Linked DNA regions of Mus musculus: region 1 is linked to region 2. The links are chromatin contacts, called in public Hi-C maps. All regions are on one chromosome and are shown on one strand. The core of a region is the stretch at or near the end of the contact, and the rest is flanking DNA. Distances in the headings are between cores, read along the strand shown.

The links. Hi-C and Micro-C count contacts between places; a contact is called where the count stands out from the background.
Region 1: a contact with region 2 is called in a Hi-C map of the N1E-115 cell line, with 9 times the contacts expected there. The contact joins two enhancer-like sites. A contact is called at or near these places in 2 of 484 Hi-C or Micro-C datasets (the HL-1 cell line and the N1E-115 cell line).

What each region holds. Positions count from the first base shown.
Region 1 is chr8:57,427,831-57,433,825 of GRCm38.p6, reverse strand. No RefSeq gene overlaps it. Among named protein-coding and RNA genes, the nearest start is that of Scrg1, 25 kb to the left of the region's middle. Within about 2 kb of position 4,430, at least 45 of the 459 cell types and tissues checked have an H3K27ac peak or open chromatin away from gene starts, as enhancers often do. A contact at or near this core is called in the N1E-115 cell line, where this site is marked.
Region 2 is chr8:56,928,702-56,934,914 of GRCm38.p6, reverse strand. No RefSeq gene overlaps it. Among named protein-coding and RNA genes, the nearest start is that of Gm33501, 43 kb to the right of the region's middle. Within about 2 kb of position 2,289, at least 8 of the 459 cell types and tissues checked have an H3K27ac peak or open chromatin away from gene starts, as enhancers often do. A contact at or near this core is called in the N1E-115 cell line, where this site is marked.

The DNA.
Region 1 (5,995 bases), core at 3,181-5,680, 500 kb before region 2:
TAGATATTACACACTTGTTTATTATAGACTGTCTTTCCATTGGCTTCTTGGTGACTTCGCTGGTTAGTTGTTGGTTGTTTTTTTTTGTTTTGTTTTGTTTTTGTCAACTCAACATAAGCTTGGGTCATCTGGAAAGAGGGAATATCATTGAGAAAAGGTTTTTATATGACTGGCCAAGAGATGAGTCCCCTGGACATTTTCTTAATTAGTGATTGGTATGGGCAATGTCTCCACAGGGCAGGTGGTCCTGAGTTGTGTAAGAAAGCAAACTCACCGAGCTGTGGAAACTAAGCCAGTAAGCAGCATTCCTCCATGGTCTCTGCTTCAGTTCCTGCCTCAAGCTTCATGCCCTCTGTCCCCATAGTGATGAACATGGAATCATGATGTCAAACAAACTCTATCCTTCCCAGGCTGCTTTTGGTCATGGTGTTTATCACAACAATATGAAAGCAAACCAGGCAGCGACCAACATATTTTGACTGTCTACAGAAATGAATGGAAGAAACGGGACCCAGTACCAGTCTTCTATCCCAGACCTTGTCCTGTATCCCTTGAAAGGAGTGGATGATCTCTTCATATGCAAAACAGACACATTAGAATCATATGTTAACATCCCCCTTCCCTACATTAGAGACTTGACAAATGTGCTAATTGTGATGATAAATCTCTTCATAACTCACTTCATAAACAAAATAGAATTGCCCTCTGCAACTGAGATTTATGAAAGTGACATGGTAAGACGAGGCTTGCAACTCAGGATGTTTATTGCTCGTGGGGCTGTGGCTGACCTGTTGTGACACAAGCTTCCAGCTGGGTAGAGATGGAGCAACTGGACCCCATTGTGTAACTGATTCTTCTCCTTTCCTTCTTGGGTTCCTGACTTGGGCTGTACTTCAGCTCAGCAGATTTCCTTCTCTAAGATCATACCGCAAGAGCTCGCCATTGGTTACAAAGCATGGCCACAGATCACCAAAGACATCACCTTTGAAATGTAGACGGAAGATTCACATAAAAACACCCTGTTCTTTAAGCTTTAGAGAAGTTTAAAGAGAACTTTAAAGTTTGAAGAGAAGGATGTGGGAATCTTTTTTTATGACCTTTTATCACTGCGTGTAGGGCCTCAGAGCAGGTTGGAGGTCGGAGGACAACCTCGGGTGTCGTGGCTCACCTACCTTGATGGAGAACAGCAAGGTTCTTGCTTATCGTGCACATAAGGCTAACTGGACTCAGCTCATTCTCCACCTCCCAGCTCATCATGAGACTGTTGGAATTCCAAGGCTGAGCCCGGTTAGTTGGTTACTCTTTCTATTGCTGTGAAAAGACACCTTGGCCAAAGCAATTCTTACGAAAGACAGTGTTTAATTGGGGGATTTGCTTACTGTCTCGGGGGCTTAGATCATTATCATCACGACAGGCAGATGTGGTGCTGGAGAAATAGCTGAGAGGTCTACTTTATACCCTGACTTGCAGGCAGCAGGCAGAGAAAAAATGGGTGTGGCATAGGATTTTGAAGCCTCACTCCTTACACACATAAACTTCCTTCAACAATGTCATACCTCCTTATCCTTCTAATCTAGCAGTTCTCAACCTATGGGTCTCGACCCTTGGGGAGTTGACATATCAGATATTCTGCATATCAGATATTTACATTACTATTTATAACAGTAGCAAAATTATAGTTATTAAGTCGCAATAAAATAATTTTATGGTTGGGGGGCAATGCAACATGAGGAACCGTATTAAAAGGTCACAGCATCAGGAAGGCTGAGAAGCACTGTTCTAATCCTTTCAAACAGTTCCACTCCCCAGTGACTAAGCATTCAAATGTATGAGCCAGTGGGGGCCATTCTTTTTTCTGTTGTTGTTGTTTCGAGACAGGGTTTCTCTGTGTAGCCCTGGCTGTCCTGGAACTCACTTTGTAGACCAGGCTGGCCTTGAACTCAGAAATCCGCCTGCCTCTGCCTCCCGAGTTCTGGGATTAAAGGCGTGCGCCATCACGCCCGGACGGTGGGGCCTATTCTTAATCAAACCACCACAGCTGCTGAGTCTGGCTTTGCCTGGGTTCTGTGGATCTGAACTCATATCCTTGCACTTGTCCATGCATATTCACTGAGTCAATTCACCAGCCAGTCCCTTCTGATGACATCTTAAAAAAATTACTTATTTATGAATATGCTGTAGCTATCTTCAGACACACCAGAAGAGAGCATCAGATCCTGGTAGAGATGGTTGTGAGTCACCATGTGGTTGCTGGGATTTGAACTCAGGACCTTCAGAAGAGCAGCCAGTGCTCTTAACTGCTGAGCCATCTCTCCAGCCTCTGATGACATCTTATTGAAGATGCAGCAGCTCCTCTGCCTTGAATTCTCGTTCGGAGTTTGTAATATGTTTTCTTTCTCTTACACTATGGAGAAGACAGAGGGTCAGGGAAATCAGGTTACTGGCTGCGGGTAACGGAGAACACTATAAATTGAAAACAAAGGGATTCTCTTCTGGTAAGGTCTGTGTAGAAACATGGAGATCATACTTAAGAGCTAAATTCTAATAATGTGTCTTTTGAAGCCATTGCTCTTTCCATTATATCATCTCGTGGCATGCAAGAAGGCTGCCGTAATACTTTAAAATACCACCAACAAACTGCTGCAAGAGAAACGTTTTCCTGAGAACATTCAGCTCAACTGAGCCCACGAGTCACAGCTGACCTACATTCAATGAGCACATTTATGAAAGATGAGTAAGAGAACATTTGTCTCTCAGGCCACTGAGACGGGCTGATAGTCACAGTTAGTCATTTGGATCACTCCTCGGTTCTCCACAGCAGCCGAGTGCCTACAAGACCTTTTCTTAGATTCGTATTTAAGCGCCAGAGGGTAGTCAACGAGCTAAACAGGCAGATGCACTCTTGGTGTCTTCTCAGTGCGAACAAGACGTGCAGGAACAACAGCAGACCGCCACCGGACAACTCTGCCCTGTTCGTGGGCTGAGCTACCCAGAATAATTCATAATGGGTTCTATCATTCGAGGCTTTCTTGTTTAAAAGCCTGCTAAATCTCTCTGCCTGTCTTTCTCTGTCTCTCAGTCTCTGTCTCTCTCTTTCTCCATCTACTCTTCCTCCCCCCTCCCTGCCCCCCTTCTCTATGTGTTCCTGGACAGCCTTCTTTCTTCCCTCCTGTCTCCTCTCCTTTTGTCCTTCTCTGGTCCCCTCCCATATCTGCCTCTACCCCCTCCTCCAGGTCACAAATAAACTTCTTTTTCAAAATATTTTTCTTTTCTTTCTTTCTTTCTTTCTTTCTTTCTTTCTTTCTTCCTTCCTTCCTTCCTTCCTTCCTTCCCTTCCCTTCCCTTCCCTTCCCTTCCCTTCCCTTCCCTTCCCTTCCCTTCCCTTCCCTTCCCTTCCCTTCCCTTCCCTTCCCTTCCCTTCCCTTCCCTTCCCTTCCCTTCTCTTCTTCTTCTTCTTCTTCTTCTTCTTCTTCTTCTTCTTCTTCTTCTTCTTCTTCTTCTTCTTCTTCTTCTTCTTCTTCTTCTTCTTCTTTTTTAAGATTTATTTACTTATTTCTTGTATGTGAGTACACTGTCACTCTTGTTAGACACACCCGAAGAGGACATCGGATCCCATTACAGATGGTTGTGAGCCACCATGTGGTTGCTGGGAATTGAACTCAGGACTTCTGGAAGTGCTCACCGCTGAGCCATCTCTCCAGCCCTATTCTTTATTTAATTTATTTACATACCAAATGTTGCTCCCCTCCCCATCTCAGAGTTCTTTACCCCTCCCCCTTCCCCTTTGCCTCGGACAGGGTGCTTTCCCAGTCCACCACTGGCCACTCCACCCCCGAGGCCTTGCCTGGAGCATCAACTAACTCTCTCTCTGTCTCTGTCTCTCTCTGTCTCTCTCTGTCTCTCTCTGTCTCTCTGTCTCTCTGTCTCTCTGTCTCTCTGTCTCTCTGTCTCTGTCTCTGTCTCTGTCTCTCTCTCTCTCTCTCTCTTAAATGCGTGCTAAATTATCCGTTCATCTGCTTACTACAGTCATCTTCCATCCTCGGCCCTAGGATGTGAACAACCTGAGTTAGTATCAGAGCTTCCTGAGCGAATCTCCCCTTGTCAGCCACTCTTGCTCCCATGCATGGCAGGTAGATATACCCTCCCTCGACAGCGCGCTGCTCTTACAGCCTCACACCTTGGGCTCAGAAGGAAAGCGATTTCCAAGTTTCAAAGACAAACTTTAGAAATTCCGGTCACTCACCAGGCTTCTTGGGCCCTCCCTTTTGATGCAAGGTCATAAAGACTCAGGTTCTCACCTTGGTTTATGCTGTTGTTTGTTTTTTTTTACTTTATTTTATTTTTTTATTACAGGCTGTAGTTCTGCTTTATAAAGGAACAGGAAGTGAAAATAACCTTGGAATTCCAATCTTAAGTTGTTGTCGAGCGCCACCTGCTGTTTGTACTGAAAAGCAGCTTTAGAGGCGGGAAATATGCCTTTAATAAATACTTTAACCTATTGGCTATGTTTTACCACGGGAAAGAACCACGGCGGTGTTTTAGACAGCTGTCTGATTTTATGCAGGACTCAAGTCGTAGTAAAATAGCTCAAGAACAGTAGCTTACGCTATATTTCTTGAATTTCAGGTCCCGACTGTTCTTTAAGCCTACAAAAGAATTGAGTCGAAGTGAATTTCTGAAGAATATCCTTGTCCTTACTGCTGTTTCACAGGTGGACAAATAACATTTCCTGGACAGCCAACTGCTTTTTCCCCTGTATCTACACAGGATCTGTTTACTCTATGTGTCTCTTGACATGTGTGAATTGCAGTATAAATAATTTGCTACTGGTAATCGGCACAGATCATGAAAATTGCAAGGCAGGGGGTGACTCATTCAATTTTTATTGAATTATTGATTCTAAATTATTCATCCTCCCCAGCCTTTGCTCCCCTTTCCTGTGTATGCAAAAGACATACTTCTGGGCTTCCAATAGCTTCTTTGTCTTGACCAATGGGGCTTTCTTTGGTCAGTAGGGTGTGCTTTGAATGAATATGTGCCTGAGTGACTTCAATTAGGTCTGCCTTACCACTGACGGTCTCTACCAAAGCACAAAGCCTCCTCCCTCAGCTCCAGCTCCTGGAAGATGACATGGGTCACTGAACTAATCCCTAACAGAGGAGTTGAGCTTATCAGTCACAGCTGACCTATCTATGGTCAGCTCATGAGATGAATAGATGTTTTTTGTGTCTTTTAAATATTGTTGCTTGAGATCTTATTTTATTTATTTTACATGTATGGGTGTTTTGCCTGCATGCGTGTCTGGGCATCATCTGCGTGCAGTGCCCGAGGAAGGCAAAAGAGGGACCAGATCACCTGGAACTGGAGGTTGTTGGCTGATTGGGTTGGGTCTGGGAACTGAACCCAGATCTTCTGGAAAGGCAACCAGTGAGCCATCTCTGCAGTCCCTACACCTTTGTTTTTAATGTTTTCCAGCCACTTCTATTTTTCTAATGTTTAAAAGGCTTTAAATGTGGTAAAAATGTATACACATAAAAATCTATCATCTTATCAATTTTTAAGCGTACAGCTTGGTGCAAAATGCATTTATCTTGTGCACCCATCGCCACCGAATTTTCTTATCATTTCATCCTGTGACACGGAAATTCTGTATGCATTGAACAGAAACTTCCTGTTTCTCCTCACCTCTAGCACCTTTGGGGCACCGTCTTCATCACGACGGCCTCTATCAATGTAACGGTTCTCACGCCGTGACTTACATAGCCGTTCTCTTCTTGTGATTGATTTGTCTAGTGCAATGTCCTCTAAGTTCCTTCATACTGTTGTATATTTGATGTAGAATCATACTGTGCTGTGTATCTACTGTGTTTTGTGTATGCTTTCACATGTAGGTTGTTTCCTCCTGTGAGTAACTCTCAGCAACATTGCTGTGAGCCTAGCTATGCAGAACTCACTTCAAGTCCCCGCTTCCGATTCCATCGAGAGATGGGATTGC
Region 2 (6,213 bases), core at 1,040-3,539:
TTGTTGGAGGAAGTGTGTCACTCTGGAGTTAGGTTTTGATGTCTTCTATGCTCAAACTATGGCCAGTGTGGTCCACAGTCACCTTCAGCTGCTTTCAGTCAGGATGTCAAACTTTCCAGCCCCTTGTCCAGCACCATGTTGTCTGCCATGCTTCCTCTAATGAAGATAATAGACTGAACCGTCAAACTGTAAGCCAGCCACAATTAAATGGTTTACTTTATAAGAAAAAAGTCGAACAACAACAGAAAAAACAAATTCATAGTAATTTCGTCTGGTGTGAAGACTCAAATACTCAATGAGATATATGGTTTGATTGCACAATGAAGCATTATGGGTATAAGTAAAATAACATAACCTTATCAAGAAGATAAACCATTTTCATAAAATAAGGATAAAATATAAATAAATATATTTATTTTAAAATGTATTATTACCATATACAGTTTTTCAAATGGTTGCAAATATATAAAATTTGTGGTAGATTTTTAGCTGACTTTTTCTTCTTTTTAAATTTTACTTTTGAGATTATAATATAAATATATTTCTCTTTTCCTGTTCCTCCCTCCAAGCCCTTCCCTATACCTCTCCCCATTTCCTTTAAATTCAGTCTCTTTTTTTTTCACTCATTGCTATTATATGGTATATGTATATATATATATATATATATATATATATATATATATATTCCTAATTATAAACTGTTCAGTCCATGTTCTATGTCTGTTTACAGGGCTGACTGTTCAGTATTGGATAGCCAATTGGTGTGCTACAGTTAAAATCAGTGTCAGTTTTTTATGAGTCTTGTAGTGAGCAAAACTAAGAGATCATCCAGAACGTCTCCTGGATGTTTGAGCAAGCGTTTTCTTGCTTCAGTGATTCAGCCGCAAGTAGGTGGCTGTTGCTCCTGCAGTGATTTAGTCATTGATATTAAGCAGGTCTTGAAGTAATAACGAAGGGAAACTGTATAAAGTAAATAAACTTACAGCAGAAGATACATGTACCCAGAAAGTTCAACAATTTAGAATATTTGTCTGATTTTTTTTAAGTCCAAGAGTAATCTGTATTGATTACAACAGGAAGCTAGTTTTTCCAAGCTGGAGAATGTATGTGTGTGGGAAACCCGACTTTTAAATTTAAAATGACCTTTGAAGAGATTGCAACATGCTTATCATTGCTCTCCCTGAAGTCTCCAGAAACAGTTTTGTTAAAGTTATACGTGCAAAAACGTTCAATCCTTAGGGAAGAGTGTGTATAAAAATTTGTACTGAAAACTGAACCTGAAGCAATTTTATATATAGCAAAATTAGTTGCATAATCAGCCTTGCTAAACCATTCTTATGATTCTTATTTTATTTATATATATTGTTAACTTACCAGCCTTTAAATTTTATTGTTTCGTTTTCTTTGATAAAATAAACAAGTGACCCCCCCCCAATTTGAACGGGCCACTCAAGGAAACACCCTGTTCTTTCTTAAAGGCCAACCTGTCATGAGGAACTTTAAGATCTCAGTATGACAGGGTCACCAGCCCTCACCTTACCCCTTTAGTGATCACAGGGGTATTGTGACAGTGAAGAAAACAAGCTGAATTATTGTGGAGTCTCCTGTCTCTTGTTCTATACTTAAACCAGTTTCTTTTTCACAAAATGTAAGGAAATAATGTGTGTGTGTGTGTGTGTGTGTGTGTGTGTGTGTGTGTGTGTGTGTGTGTGTGTCTGTGTGTGTCTCTGTGTGTGTCTGTGTGTGTCTGTGTCTATGTGTGTGTGTGTGTGTGTGTGTGTGTGAGAGAGACAGAGAGAGAGACAGAGAGAGAGAGAGAGAGAGAGAGAGAGAGAGAGAGAGAGATGATGGGGGGACTGACAGTGGCGAGGGAAAGGAGAGAAAAGGGAAAAAGTATAAACTGGCAACTGGTTAATTAAAGTAGTAATGGTGTCAATTCCTTTGCACTGGAAATACGTCCTCCATTGTGTGCAGTTTCAGGGAGTGGAGATCCACTGATAAGACTGTGGGGTTGCAGTTGAGCTTAGATGAAAGCTTGCCATTTGTGGCCAAGTGGGAGGCAACTGCAGTAAGACCCGGGCAGGAGAGAAATAACTCATTTGGAGTCTGGCATGATGACGGTGCATCTCTTTTGCAATGGTTTCTTTGTCATGCTTGAATTATGGGAGTTTGATCTTGCTTTCTGCCTTTTGGCCAGACGATGTTTTGATCACTTCTATCAGACATCCATTCATCAAGGCCAGCATTTACAACTCCAGATCAGCAGAGGCTGCTGTGAGTCTTTTGAGATCTCAGAAGGCACAGGATGCATGCGGAGCCATGCCACGTACCAGAATTCATAGAATTTTCCAAATTCCACAGACTGGCCACCGTTAAGTGTCATAAGACAGCATTTGACTTTCTACCTGTGACTCAGTTTGTTACACGGCACCAGTGGGCTCTCTTAGAAGCTAATTTGGTTAAAACAGAAACTAAAATTCTCAACAAGCTAGAATGATACAAAATACTTCCACCAAAAGTTTTATAGTGTATTTAAATTAGAGGGAGGGATGTTTGGTGTTTCCTTAGATACTACAGGGAAAAAGAGGAGACAGTTGAATCAGGAGATCTCGCAGTACATTGTGCAGAGTATTATGATTAAAACCTCTTAAGTAAACTGTGCTGCGGGCTACCCTTTACATTTTGTTGTTTTGGCATCCCAAATGCTTTTGAAAATTGAAAACTGGGACTACTGGCCTATGACACCCCAGTGAAGCAGCAGTGCATGAAAGGAAACCTGGCACAATAAGAATAAACAATAATTCGGCTTAAGATGGATGTGAACTGTCAAAAGAAAGGTCCGTGCAGACAAGCCTCAACCACCCCAGACCTTTGCAACCCTTCTGCTTTTCCTTTTTCTCTCTGACAGTTCCCTAGAGGTTTCCGATATCACTCGTGGTAGCTGAGCCCTCTCTGTCAGTTGTTCCCAGTTGCCTCTCTACCAGTGCTTGTTTGCACTGGTATATATTCCAAAGTTTTTATATTATCCTCCCTTGTGGTAAGAAAAATTATACTTTTGCTTAAAACCACCCACTTTTTTTTTTCTTTTTGAGACAGTCTCTCTAAATGTCCTGGAACTTGCCAAATAAGCTAGGCTGTCTGGCTGGTAAGTCCAGGATTTGTCTATCTCTGGCTCCTTGGCTCTGGAATGACAAACATTCATAACACTGAGGTTTTTAGAACGTGGGTTTAGAGGATTGAACTCAGATCCTTCTTCTTGTAAGTCGAGGACTTTATGAACTGAGCAATCTTCCCAGCCCTGAGATGCTTTTTTTTTTCTTTTTCAGTGGAAATGGGATTGCTACAGACAGTAGGAGGAACACATGGAATCTTGGGGGCTTGCAGTCCAATGTACACTTTCTCTCTCCGGAAAGCCACTTCGTAACAGCTAGATCAAGGTCTCACAATGAACATGGGTTGTTAAAAGTGATGAGAAAACGTGGCTGGTGGGGTACAACTCTGTAGCTTAATGGGACTACTCTGGGGCCTCAGTATTGAAAACTTAGCAGCTGACTCTTGTACCTGGTGAAGAAGTCCATCCCTTACTAAAGGACGCTCGCTGAAGGGAGGCTTCAGTTACAAGTCTTTCTCTGACAGTTTTTCTTCACCTTTATAGAACATGGTTTTGTTTTTGTTTTTTCGTTTTTTTTCAATTCTTTTTGTTCATAAAAGGAAGTAAGAGGTCACTGATACCTGTTAAGTTTTGTTTTATTTGAGACACAGAAATGTTCAGTTGTCCCTGTAATTATTAAATTTTTAGTTCTGGGCTGGAGAGATAGCTCAGTGGTTAAGAGCACTGACTGCTCTTCCAGAGGTCCTGAGTTCAAATCTCAGCAACCACATGGCAGCTCACACCCATCTGTAATGAGATCTGATACCCTCTTCTGGTGTGTCTGAAGACAGCTACAGTGTACTTATATATAATAAATAAATCTTAAAATATTTTTTAGTTCTACATTAACCAAAAACTGACTATCTGAAGCTGCCTAATTCTCTCAGTGTTTGATATTGCCTACTTATTAATCATTGGATGCTTTGAACTTCAAGGCACAAGCCTTCCAGCTAAATTCTTAATGTTGGGTACAGAGCCCCTTCCTGAGCTGTCCTTAGCAAAAGGCCTTCTTGCCATATCTGCTCTTACCCACAAATACAAAAGCAGATAAGATTCCAGTGAGCTGGCGTCAACTTGAGGATAAAGCTACTCCTAGGATTCATGGAAGATACTAGATTTGTTTCATAGACAATAAATATGAAGGTCTGTGAGCTCATGGGGTTCAGATACCTACCTGCTATGGCCTTCTGGCTCTCACCAAGCCTGTTCCATGAAGGGGAACACAACGTCCATCTTATTTGGACAATTGTGTTGGGGAAAACTCTTGGTCTAAACTCTAATAAATACACTCTCACTGAAGGATGTGGAAGTAGGCATTTGTATAAGTGACTGAATGGGATATTGACTTACATATAAGATAATTCCAACTTATACTTTCACTGTATCATTTTTTTATTGGTATCTCATAATGCCCAGCCCATGGGTGTGAGTTCTAATTTTCCAGCAATAGTTTGCTCAGATAATGTCTACTTAGAAGTTCAGACTGACATTGCTTCTCTTCCCGAGCCCACCCTCTACGATCTAGGCTGTTTCTGACAAGATTAAACCTTCCCTCAAGGAATGTATTATCATTGTGTATTTGGCTATAGATGCTACTTGTGACTTAGGAAAAGGACTGATAGTCTTGCTAATTTTTCTATTTCCATGATATCTAGAGGAAATGTGTTGTATGTAATAGACTCTGGGTAACCCAATATATTTGTGGGTTTCTCAGTGGGTCTATGGCTACTCCATTTACTTATCAGGCTCAAGTAACTATTTTTCCTAGTCTACAATACTCATATTCATTCTTTTTACTGATCAAAGAGAAGAATAATTGTTATGCTACTGATTGAAACAGAAGCTTATCTTGTATCTTTGTTTTTCCAATTAAAAAAAAAATCCCCACCAGCTTTGAAAACATATGCCAGGAAAAGCAACTATTGTTATGTTAAAATAATTATGATTTTATGATTGCAATAACTGGTTTAAAAGAAATTTTAGCTGCTCCTGTTCTATTTTTCTCATAATAGAGCTGTGGTCTGTTTCAGTCTGATGTTTTCAGGACCTGGTATATATTTTTATTTCCCTCCATGAATCTTTCATCCTTTGACTGACATTTACTCTTTTATGCAATTACCCTGCAGGGAAAGCTCTGGCCGGGCAAATTGGTTGTTGTCTGCCTCTGAAGAGACAATCATATCTTTCCACTTAGCTTTAAAGTTCTTGATCAGGAACCCTCAGGCCCATTTTTAAGGAGGTTTCAATCTACTTGCTCCTCGATGTCTCTCAAAATGTTCCAAATGAGATTATATGATAGGCAGGACCAATTTACCAAAGTCTCCCAAGCAATAAATCGGAAGCTTTTGTTCGGCCACCATGCCTTTCAAGTCTTGTGGCAGAAAATTAAGACACAAGAGCTTTGACAAATTAGATATTACTCCATCCAACTGTGTATGCTGACGCTTATCCCTCTGAATCGAAGCATTGTAACTGGCTACTATGCCAACAAGGCCTGTTTTAATCAGCACACGCCCTGTAATAGCGATTAATCACCTAACTCAAATGTCACATTAAGGTCACAGAAGCTTGGAGGCTAGAAGAGAGGATGTTACAGTCAGCTGATAATAGAGGAAAAGAGCTGAGCCAAGGAAGGTTTTGAGCATTTTGTTTTGCTTGAGCCTCTGTAGAACATCTAATGAGAATCCAGACTTTTAGCTGGAATCACTGGCAATTTACTTCACTTGACTTCAAAAGAAAAGTCCTGGTGAAGGGCTTATGTTTGCAATAGAAACTCCTGCCCATAGAGTACTTGAAACTGATTATGTCAGATCTGCGATCCTTTTGAATTATTCTTTGGTTTCTGGCATTTTTTCTTTCCTTTCCTTTTTTTTTCTATTTGTTTTGTTACTGTTTTGTTTGTTTTCATTTGTGTGTATGGGTGTTGTTTCTGAATGTATGCATGTGCACCACATTCATGCTTCCCTGTGTTAGGTTTGTCTTTGATCTATTGTAGATATGATGCTTCAGTCTTCTAACCTAGTCTACCTCCTAAGCCAGATCATGTTCAAAATTCTTTGAGC